Regions from separate parts of the Hordeum vulgare genome. Here region 2 is linked to region 1. The links are chromatin contacts, called in public Hi-C maps. All regions are on one chromosome and are shown on one strand. Each heading gives the region's core, a stretch centred on a gene start, on an enhancer-like site or on the middle of the called end of the contact. The rest is flanking DNA. Distances are from core to core; before and after follow the strand shown. Region 1 holds the start of LOC123401884 (probable histone acetyltransferase HAC-like 1). Region 2 holds the start of LOC123406158 (probable UDP-N-acetylglucosamine--peptide N-acetylglucosaminyltransferase SPINDLY).

What was found. A called contact is a pair of places that touch in the nucleus more often than the background predicts.
Region 2: a Hi-C map of leaf shows a contact between it and region 1, with 4 times the contacts expected there. The contact joins the promoter of LOC123406158 here to the promoter of LOC123401884 in region 1. A contact is called at or near these places in 2 of 6 Hi-C or Micro-C datasets (leaf and seedling).

What each region holds. Positions count from the first base shown.
Region 1 is chr6H:49,658,416-49,662,688 of MorexV3_pseudomolecules_assembly, reverse strand. LOC123401884 (probable histone acetyltransferase HAC-like 1) reads right to left here and starts at 2,521. Exons shown (of 17, transcript XM_045095742.1): 1 at 2,422-2,521; 2 at 1,979-2,333; 3 at 1,480-1,585; 4 at 1,088-1,370; 5 at 122-622. The coding sequence starts at 2,187. LOC123402371 (signal peptide peptidase-like 5) reads right to left here. Exons shown (of 2, transcript XM_045096288.1): 2 at 4,006-4,227. The coding sequence ends at 4,183.
Region 2 is chr6H:50,217,617-50,221,913 of MorexV3_pseudomolecules_assembly, reverse strand. It overlaps LOC123406158 (probable UDP-N-acetylglucosamine--peptide N-acetylglucosaminyltransferase SPINDLY), which reads right to left and starts at 1,750. Exons shown (of 18, transcript XM_045099635.1): 1 at 1,508-1,750; 2 at 640-1,064. The coding sequence starts at 1,008.

The DNA of each region.
Region 1 (4,273 bases), core at 1,272-3,771:
GAAATGAATAATAAACCCATCACTAGCTTTTGTTATGCACCCTTCACGAACATGACTTCAAGGTTATGGCACAAGTCATGATGATAAGGCAATAAAAGATAAGACACATCAGCACACATACTTGATATTCTCTGTGTTGGGTGCTGACTGAACTGTTGCTGCAAAGGTCTGGGCGAACTTCCAAAAGAGGATATGTTCATATATCCTTCTGGTGCTGCATTTCTATTTGTAATTTGCGTGTTCGACCCAAGCAATCCCATTCCACCATTCACATGTCCATCTGATAAACCAAATGCAGAAGAATTCTCCAGCATGCTTGAATGTATTCCAGAATTACTGTGCCCCCCAATATGCTGTATTTGATGGCTACTCTGGTTGCTTTGAAATTGCTTCTGCTGCTGCATATGTGGAGTCATAGCTGACTCACCATTGAAATATCCAGTTCCATTTGAATAGTCAGAACTAGTAGGTACGTTTTGTTGATTACTGAATCCAGGAGTTGGGATCATATGAGTTACTTGTCGCTGAATACCCACTGGACCCATCGTAGATGGGACACCATTTGTGGTCGAATTTAGTGGGGCACTGGTAGTTAGATGCTGGTAGCCGTTAGACATTGTACCTGTAAGGACCAATTAAGAATAAGTAGAGCCATGTAAAGTGGACCAGCAAAAAATGAGAACAAACAGTAGCAGGCAACTACATATGCTTCAGCTTCTAACAAATAACTTCCAGTTATAAACAACAGAGACCTCAAAAGAAATGCCCCAATTAGGTCATGGTCTCATGGGTATATACAAGCTATTCAGTGGATGGTTTTTTTCTTTAAAAAAAACAAAAAAAAAAGACTAGCTTCTTCCTCCGTAAAGATTACTTATCTAAACGCTCGTATATTTCTTTACGGAAGAAGTATTAAGTAAAACAGATGTGGTGTTTTTCTACCACATAGATTGAATTTTGCCGAATATACTGCTGGGTATTGGATACTTAGGCTAGAAACTCTACAGCATGCCTACAAGAGAATTTCAAGTTAAGCTACAACACAGCCGTAATGATATGAGCAGAAGCTAAGTTAATCTATCCATACCGATACCGGGCATCGAGGTACCCATGTTGGCATTTTGAGGAACCATGCCTGCACCAGATGACGAAAGACCCATGTTGTCTGTTCCATAAGACATTCTAGAATTTCCACTTGCACCTTGTGTGATACCAGGTGTTGGAATCATTGTACTATAACCAGAGGAAGATGCCATCTGCCTTGACATTTGTTGGTTTTGTTGATTTTGTTGGTTCTGAGCACTCAAGGTCTTAATAGCAAACTGCAATTGTGGCTCGACTGGTGCCTTCATCATATTGTAGTACTCATTCTGCTCAAACAGCCATAATGATGAAACTGTGAGATTAACTTTTAGTAGAGAAAGTGTTTGATTGCTCCAAACCAGAAGTAAAATAGACAAAGGAAATAAAGAAATATACCCTGCTTGGGAATTTTCTAAACAAGATTTCCTCTAGCCGCCTTGCGAGTTCCGGCAGCCTCCGCCTCCAGTCAGCTGAAGTCTGCTTTCTTCCTATATACTCAAATCTGCCAATTTACGAACAAGTATCAGGCTTAAAAAAAACATGTCAATACTTTCTATCAGATTCGAACAATCAGCCATGGCGGCGAACCTACAATTTTAGTTGGGAAGGTGATTCAACTGCAGCCCAAGTGCCGAAATTTATATGCGAGCTCTTGTCAATTAAGGAAAGTCATAAGCTTTGGTCGCGTGTGCAAGTGTGATCACCTCTATAATTTTGGGAACAAAATAAATATTTGCCGTATAAAAGTTGATAAGGATAGGCCGCATTAACTCAGTACAATTAATTAACACCCGCGCTAGCGCCTACTAAATATAAATAGCTCAGCCACCGAAAGAATTTTTTTTTCTTTCCTTAGAGCAGGCACCGAAAGAAGTTTGCGGTGTGGGGTGCTTACATCTTCTCGCGCATATTGGTGCGCATAGCGGCAAACTGTTGATCGACCCCCGCGCCAACGAGGCCCACGCCATCCTGCATCTGCTGGTGCTGGTGCAGGGGCATGCCGTCAGCACCGACGACACCGCTGCCACCGCCAACAACCTGATTCATCTGCGCCCCCTGCCCGGACATCTGCCCGGACAGGTGCGCCGCCTGCCCCACATTCATTGTCGCTCGCAGCGGCGCCTCAGACAAGAGCCCGCGACGTCATTCCCAGCACGGCGTGGCGCGGAGCAAGCTGAAAGCTGCGGCAGCCCCTCCCGAGGCGGGGCACACGCGGCAGAGACCTTCAAAAGCTGTAATATTCCTTCCTGCTGGAGGGTCAGCGGAAATTTAATCAGACAGCCCAATGTGAATCAGGCGCAAAACCCAGCCCAATTCAGCATACGGGGCGCACTGTACCAGACGGCAGTGGACAGAGCGGCGGCGAGGCGCGAGCGCCAGCGATCAGGACCCGCGCGGGGCGACGCGAGCACCCGCGGGGCCGAGCCGGCGAATTGGGGCGCCCCCGCCCGAAACCCTAGAATCGCGGTGCGGGCTACCGACGCCGCGGGGCGACCCCGCGTCCACGGCAAACGGCGATTGGGCGCGGGCCCGGGGCGCGGGGGGCGGAATCCGTACGGCGGCGAGCGGGGCGGCGGCGAGCGGGGGGATTGCGGATTTGGGGCGGGGGGCGGGGAATTGTCGACGCGGGGAGGGGGGAGGGCTCGAGGAGGAGGAGGGCAGGGGGGCAGGAGGAGTGGGACGTCGACCAATCGCGGATCTGCGAGGACTCGTGGGGAGGGAGGGGTCGCTGCGGGGTGGGCCCGGGCCGCGGCGGCGCAGGGTGGATGGTCTGGTTCTGGTCTGGTGCGGTGTGGCGAAAACGGCAAGGCGCACCGGTATATGCTGGTGCGCGCGTGCGGCGCGAGTGAGCGAGGGAGATCTCAGGAGTCCAGTCAGCAGCTCGAGTGGTTTCTGTTGCCTCACGTGCGCCAGCGCTGATGCTGGAGAGCGAGAGACCACGCACGCCCCTGGTTCTTGCGTTTGGGCTGGAAAGATGGGCGTCTTTTTTGCAGGAGCCCCGGTTTGGGGAGGTGACGCTGGTGTGGGGTGAAGTGGAACTGGAATTTGGTCGTGTGGATGAGTTGTGTCTTTTTAAAAGATCACTAGTACAAATGCCCGTGCGTTGCACCGGGCTAAAAAAAACAGAAAACCTATTTATTTTACCATTAAATGTTAAATGTAAATTATAATGTTAAATGTAAGACGTCTAGTTTTGGACGGAAGGAGTTTCTTTTAAAGTTTTAAAATATAATGTAATGCTTATATAAAAATTGGATTACTTTTTTAATAATTATTATCATTTTTATTGAGTGGTAATAATGTTTTGTTTTTTATGGGTAATAGCATTTTTGTGTACAATATATTTTCAAAAAATAAATTGAACAATATATATTTTAAATTGTTTTTTGCATAACTTGCTAAGCTCTTGTAAGTGAGCTGCTCTGAGCATAGACACCAAGCCTCCGCACGAGACACAAAGTGCGTCATCCGAAGCACTTTGCTCATCTTCTTCTAAAAAAACGTTCTCCTCATCTTCTTCTCAAAGAAAAAAAAAGTTGTCCTTATCTCTTCACTTTGTTTCCGTCACTCCCCTCATTCCAATGGTGGCCACCCCCTCCCTTCCATTCCTTGTGGAGTTGAGCTCTCGATGTACCTCCAATGATGGCCGCCCCTTGCCGTTCATCCCTCCGCTGGCAATATTACATTTAATTCGTAATTATTTTTGCAATGTTTTTGGTATTTCTTACCAGAAAGCACTGTTCTAATGTTTTCTAAAATAAAAATTCAAGATTTTTTTAAAGGGAAACATTTTTGTTGTGATATATTACATTTTTTTGTAATTTTTTGCACTGTTTTTTGTGCTTATACATCCCACACGCACTCAAAGAAGACAACAATCTGAAGCCCATATTTGTCGAAAAAACTGAATCAGTGCAGTGCTTGATGCGAATCTCATATTTGTTGAAATAAAATAATAAAAATATTACATTTCATTTGTAAAAGTCATTTACAATCAACTATATGTAATTGACACAACTGGTCTATATCCAATGAATTATGAGAAGCCCTTTCATTTGCTAGTTATCTAAAACTACCACCAGAGATGCCATCCAACAGCTAGCCAATAGCGGAGGATCTTTTTTCAGAAATAGCATGCATGTCCTGTTTGAGCAAATAGAAGTTAGTACGACAAAACAATCAATCTTGA
Region 2 (4,297 bases), core at 501-3,000, 560 kb before region 1:
AAATTTGTACAACACAATAGCTACAGTAAAACAACAAAAACTTAAAATCGTAATGTACAGTCCCTACTAACAGTTTTGGACAGTATGATGTTTTAACCAAACGAACTAAGATTGGTTAGAATTTCTTATACTCACACTAAATGTAAAGGGTTGGTGTTCTCTAAGGGAGAAATAGTATGCATAGACATTCGGAGCAGAATCCTGCTTTCTTTTGCTGCAGTTGCCATCTGCCCTGATTTAGCAAACACTTGTGTGCTTTCTACCCGCATCAGCTAGACTGTTAAACAGTAATTCCGTCACACAAGAGAATATACACAGGACACAATGGTTAATTTGGACAAACTTAGCGTGAAACGGAAGTTCATAAATAGCCCTTTAAATTAGCTTTTAGATCTAACTTGTATTCTGAAGAAAAGAAAAAACTAAATTTCAGGTAACATACTAACGCACGATCATCCATTCAGGTAAACATGGAGGAATAGATCAGGTTCGAGGCACATACTGGATCAAAGATTTCCGGTGTTTAGCTGTTGACAACAATAACAACAATGCTATGAAAAAACAAAGTCTGCCTTTTCTGCGACACAGCTGACAAGAACCAGCAAGCCAGCAGATAGATGGGAGAATGTTGGTCCATACCTCTGCGGCCTCAACCAAGTGACCCTCGTCTTTGTATATCATCCCACAATGCGTGAGAGCGCACGCATTCTTTGGATCGACCTTGACAGCCTCGGTGAAGCAATCCAAGGCCTGCCTTGGCAGGCTCTGGGCCTGGAGGCAGATCCCCTTTCCGATAAGGGCCTCCACATTGGCCCCATCCTTGTCAAGCACAGTAGTGTACAACTGGAGAGCATCAGCAAACTTGTTGCGTGACCGGAGTATGTTGGCATACCGAAGGGCGTCGGTCCCTTCCGGCAGCTGCTGCTTGGCAGGGGGAGCAGCAGCACCACCACCACCATTGCAGACAGGAACAGCGCCGTTGCTCTCCTTCCCTTGGAGGGACTCCATCCCTGGATGCACGAATGAAAGAGAGAGAGAGAGGGTCTCCTTCTCCCTTCCTTCCTCTGTGAAAGATTGCAGACATGAATTGAGTAGGGTTCAGTACATGCCGTCAAGAATTCCAGTGTACGGAAAACGCATCGAGAAAAGGGAGAAAAAGAATCTGGAGCGGAATGCGCGTAAAGACTATAAAAAGACCCGGCTTTGGACCAACTCTGAATTTGCGCAGTCAGTAAAAGTCGCGGCGGCTTCTTTGCAAGAGACTCGGGGTGGGAAAGGAAGGCAAGAAATCAAATTCCAACCCAGCCCGGCCAGCGGAAGACGCCCCGGGAATCCTCCAATAATAGGTAAAGACGGGGGCAAATCGCAGGAAAATAGGGCGTGCCAAGTAAGTAAGGGAGTCCAGCAGAAGCAGAGCAAGCACGGAAGCGCGCCCGGTCGGTCGCCTTGTCGAGAAGGCGAGAACCCTAGGTCTCGGCGGGGGAGGGGGGAGGAGGCAGGGGCTCACATTGGAGGGCGGCGCCGGGCACCGGGGCGGGGAGGCGTGAGATCATGGCGCGGCGGGAGGGTCCGCCGCGGGTACCGGGAGGCGGAGCGGTGATCGCCGCCGCGGCGAGGGATTGGAGGGGGGCGGCGGCGGCGGCGGCGGCAGCGAGGGTTTCGGCGCGGTGGAGGAGGAGGAAGGAGAGGGGAACGTGGCAGCAGTGGTATTTTGATGCCTCCCCTCTCTCTCTCTCTCTCTCTCTCTCTCTTTTCCTTTTTTTTTTCCTTCGCTTTTACGCTTTCACATCGTGCGTGCGCTCGCTCGCTTTGAGCTTCAGGCCCTTTCGTACCATCCAGTGCTGCAACCGGGCCGGGCCAGGGCGGGTGGGCTTTTCTAGACTGCGGCTTGCTTTTCGTGCGCTTGTTCCATTTGTGTGAAAAGGAAAAGCATGCGGGGCTTTTTACTTCCCTCACGTTAGGATTTTTTCCTCTCGCAGCGTGAGGCGATGTTGAGACTATCAATATCCCCTTCCGGTAACTCTAGCGCTGAGGGTACCTTCTGCCAAAAAATGGGTAATCCTTGTTGTACGGGGGGAGGTTGCTTGTCGACGAGAGCTAGATCGATCTACTTAGGGGTTTTTTGTCAGTATGGCACGACGTGGGGACCCGTCGTCATCATCGACAGGAGGGGGTGGCAACGTTGAGGATCTGATGAAAGAGCTTGGGTTGCAAGAAGATGATCTCGACGACATCATTTTTGAAGAATCTGACGCACCGGCGGAGGAAGAAATCCGCTGGATGATTTTGGTTCAAGTTCATATGGATAAGGGGTTCAGCTCCTAGTGGTTTTTCCGAAACATGAGAACGGCATGGGATCTTGCGAGGACAGTCAAAATCAAGACTCTGGAAGAGAACATGTTCATGATGCAGTTTAACTACCTCGGAGTTTGGGAGAAGGTCACCCATGGGGGGGCGTGGCACTTCAGAGGCAATCGTGTGATCATAGCTCCGTACGATGGGTACACCAAGCCTACTTCGATAGAGCTTTACAAGTTCGAGATATGGGCCCGGATCATTGACCTGCCAATAGCTTACCATGGGAAGGTGAAAGCTCTTGCTTCCAACCTGGCCGAATTTGTGAATTCAGAGCCATCCTCATTTGATTTAGAAGGGAACTTCTTTAGGGTAAGGGTGCGCTTGGATGCGCGCAATCCACTGAAGAGGGCTACCTCTATTATCCAAGGGGGCGCAAGAGAAATTTTTGCGGCTAAATATGAGCAGCTGCCGGACTGGTACCAAGTTTGCGCGATGATGGGCCACGAATTCAAAGAGCATGGAGATGGGGTGCATCCTCCGTCGACTTTGATCTTCAAAAACTTGTGTGCCCCGGCCACTACAGCTTGGAGCACAAGACGCCAGAACTACAACCAGAGACAAGGGAAGCATGACATGAATGTTGATGGTGAGGGACAGGAGGTTAATACTGAGGCTGATGCCCAGGACAAACAGGAATCGGATGATGTGGGGATGGATCCAACTAAGGATAACAGGAAGAGGGCCTTGGACCAGGTGGTCGCAAGACCTGAGACGAATGTCAACTCTGGGAAGGAGCTCGTCTTAGCTGGTAAGGGAGGGGATGTTGTGCCTCCAAACCCTCCCCCGATGCGAGACCCAAAGCGATGCGATCGGGTCAGGCAGCTAAGAGGATCGATAGTGGAGGAATCAAGAAGTCTTTAGAAGGTAACAAACAACAAAATGCACAATCGGCGGCCTCCACGTTGGAGGACCGCCGGGCACAATGAATCTCTTATATTGGAACTGTCGGGGTATTGCAACGCCCCGACAGTCCAAGAGCTGCGCGAGATAACGCAAAAGTTTGCCCCTGGAGTACTCAGCATTGTTGAAACCCAAATCACTGGGAGTAGGAATAAAAAGCTGAAGAGCACTCTAGGTTTCGATAATGCCTTTGTTGTTGATTCCTCCGGTCGGAGTGGAGGATTAGCTTTATTTTGGAACGATGATATACAACTTGAAATTTTGGGTTACTCAAAGTACCATATTGACTGTAAAATCTCTGATCTGGGTAGCGATCCTTGGAGACTCACTTGTTTCTATGGCGATGCCAGCACTCACTCTCGTCATCACACATGGGACACAATGAAAAATTTGTCCATGTGGCAAGACCTGCCATGGCTTTGCATCGGTGACTTTAATGAAGTCCTAAAACATGATGAACATGTGGGGATCGGTTCTAGGAGCCAATCTCACATTCAAGGATTCCACGAAGCAGTTGATGTTTGTGAACTCTTGGACTTAGGCTTCAAGGAGATGAAATGGACTTTTGAAAAAATAGTGGCAAGTGGTTCGCATACCCGGGTGCGGCTAGAGAGAGCTCTAGGCACCCCTGATTGGAACTCTTGTTTTCCATCAACGACAGTTGAGCATCTCACCATGGCAACTTCAGATGACTTGGCCCTTCGAATCCAACTTGACAAACCACCGGCCAGGTTGAATGGGAAGTTGTTTAGGTATGAGGTGATGTGGAACTCCCACATTGAACTCAAGTCGTCAGTCTCAAATTTTTGGCGATGTGATGATCAAAACCTCTCGGCGAACGCCATGCGAGCAAAGTTGGAGGATCTGGCTAACAATCTTGGAACCTCGGCTAAATCTACCTTTGGTAGTGTCAGAGGTGAGATACGAAGTTTGAATAAGGAGTTGGAACGCTTGCGGTGCGACACAACTCGTTCGGGCCCTTCTCATGCTGAAATAAAAATCAATGATAGATTAATCGAGCTATATCGTCGTGAAGCGG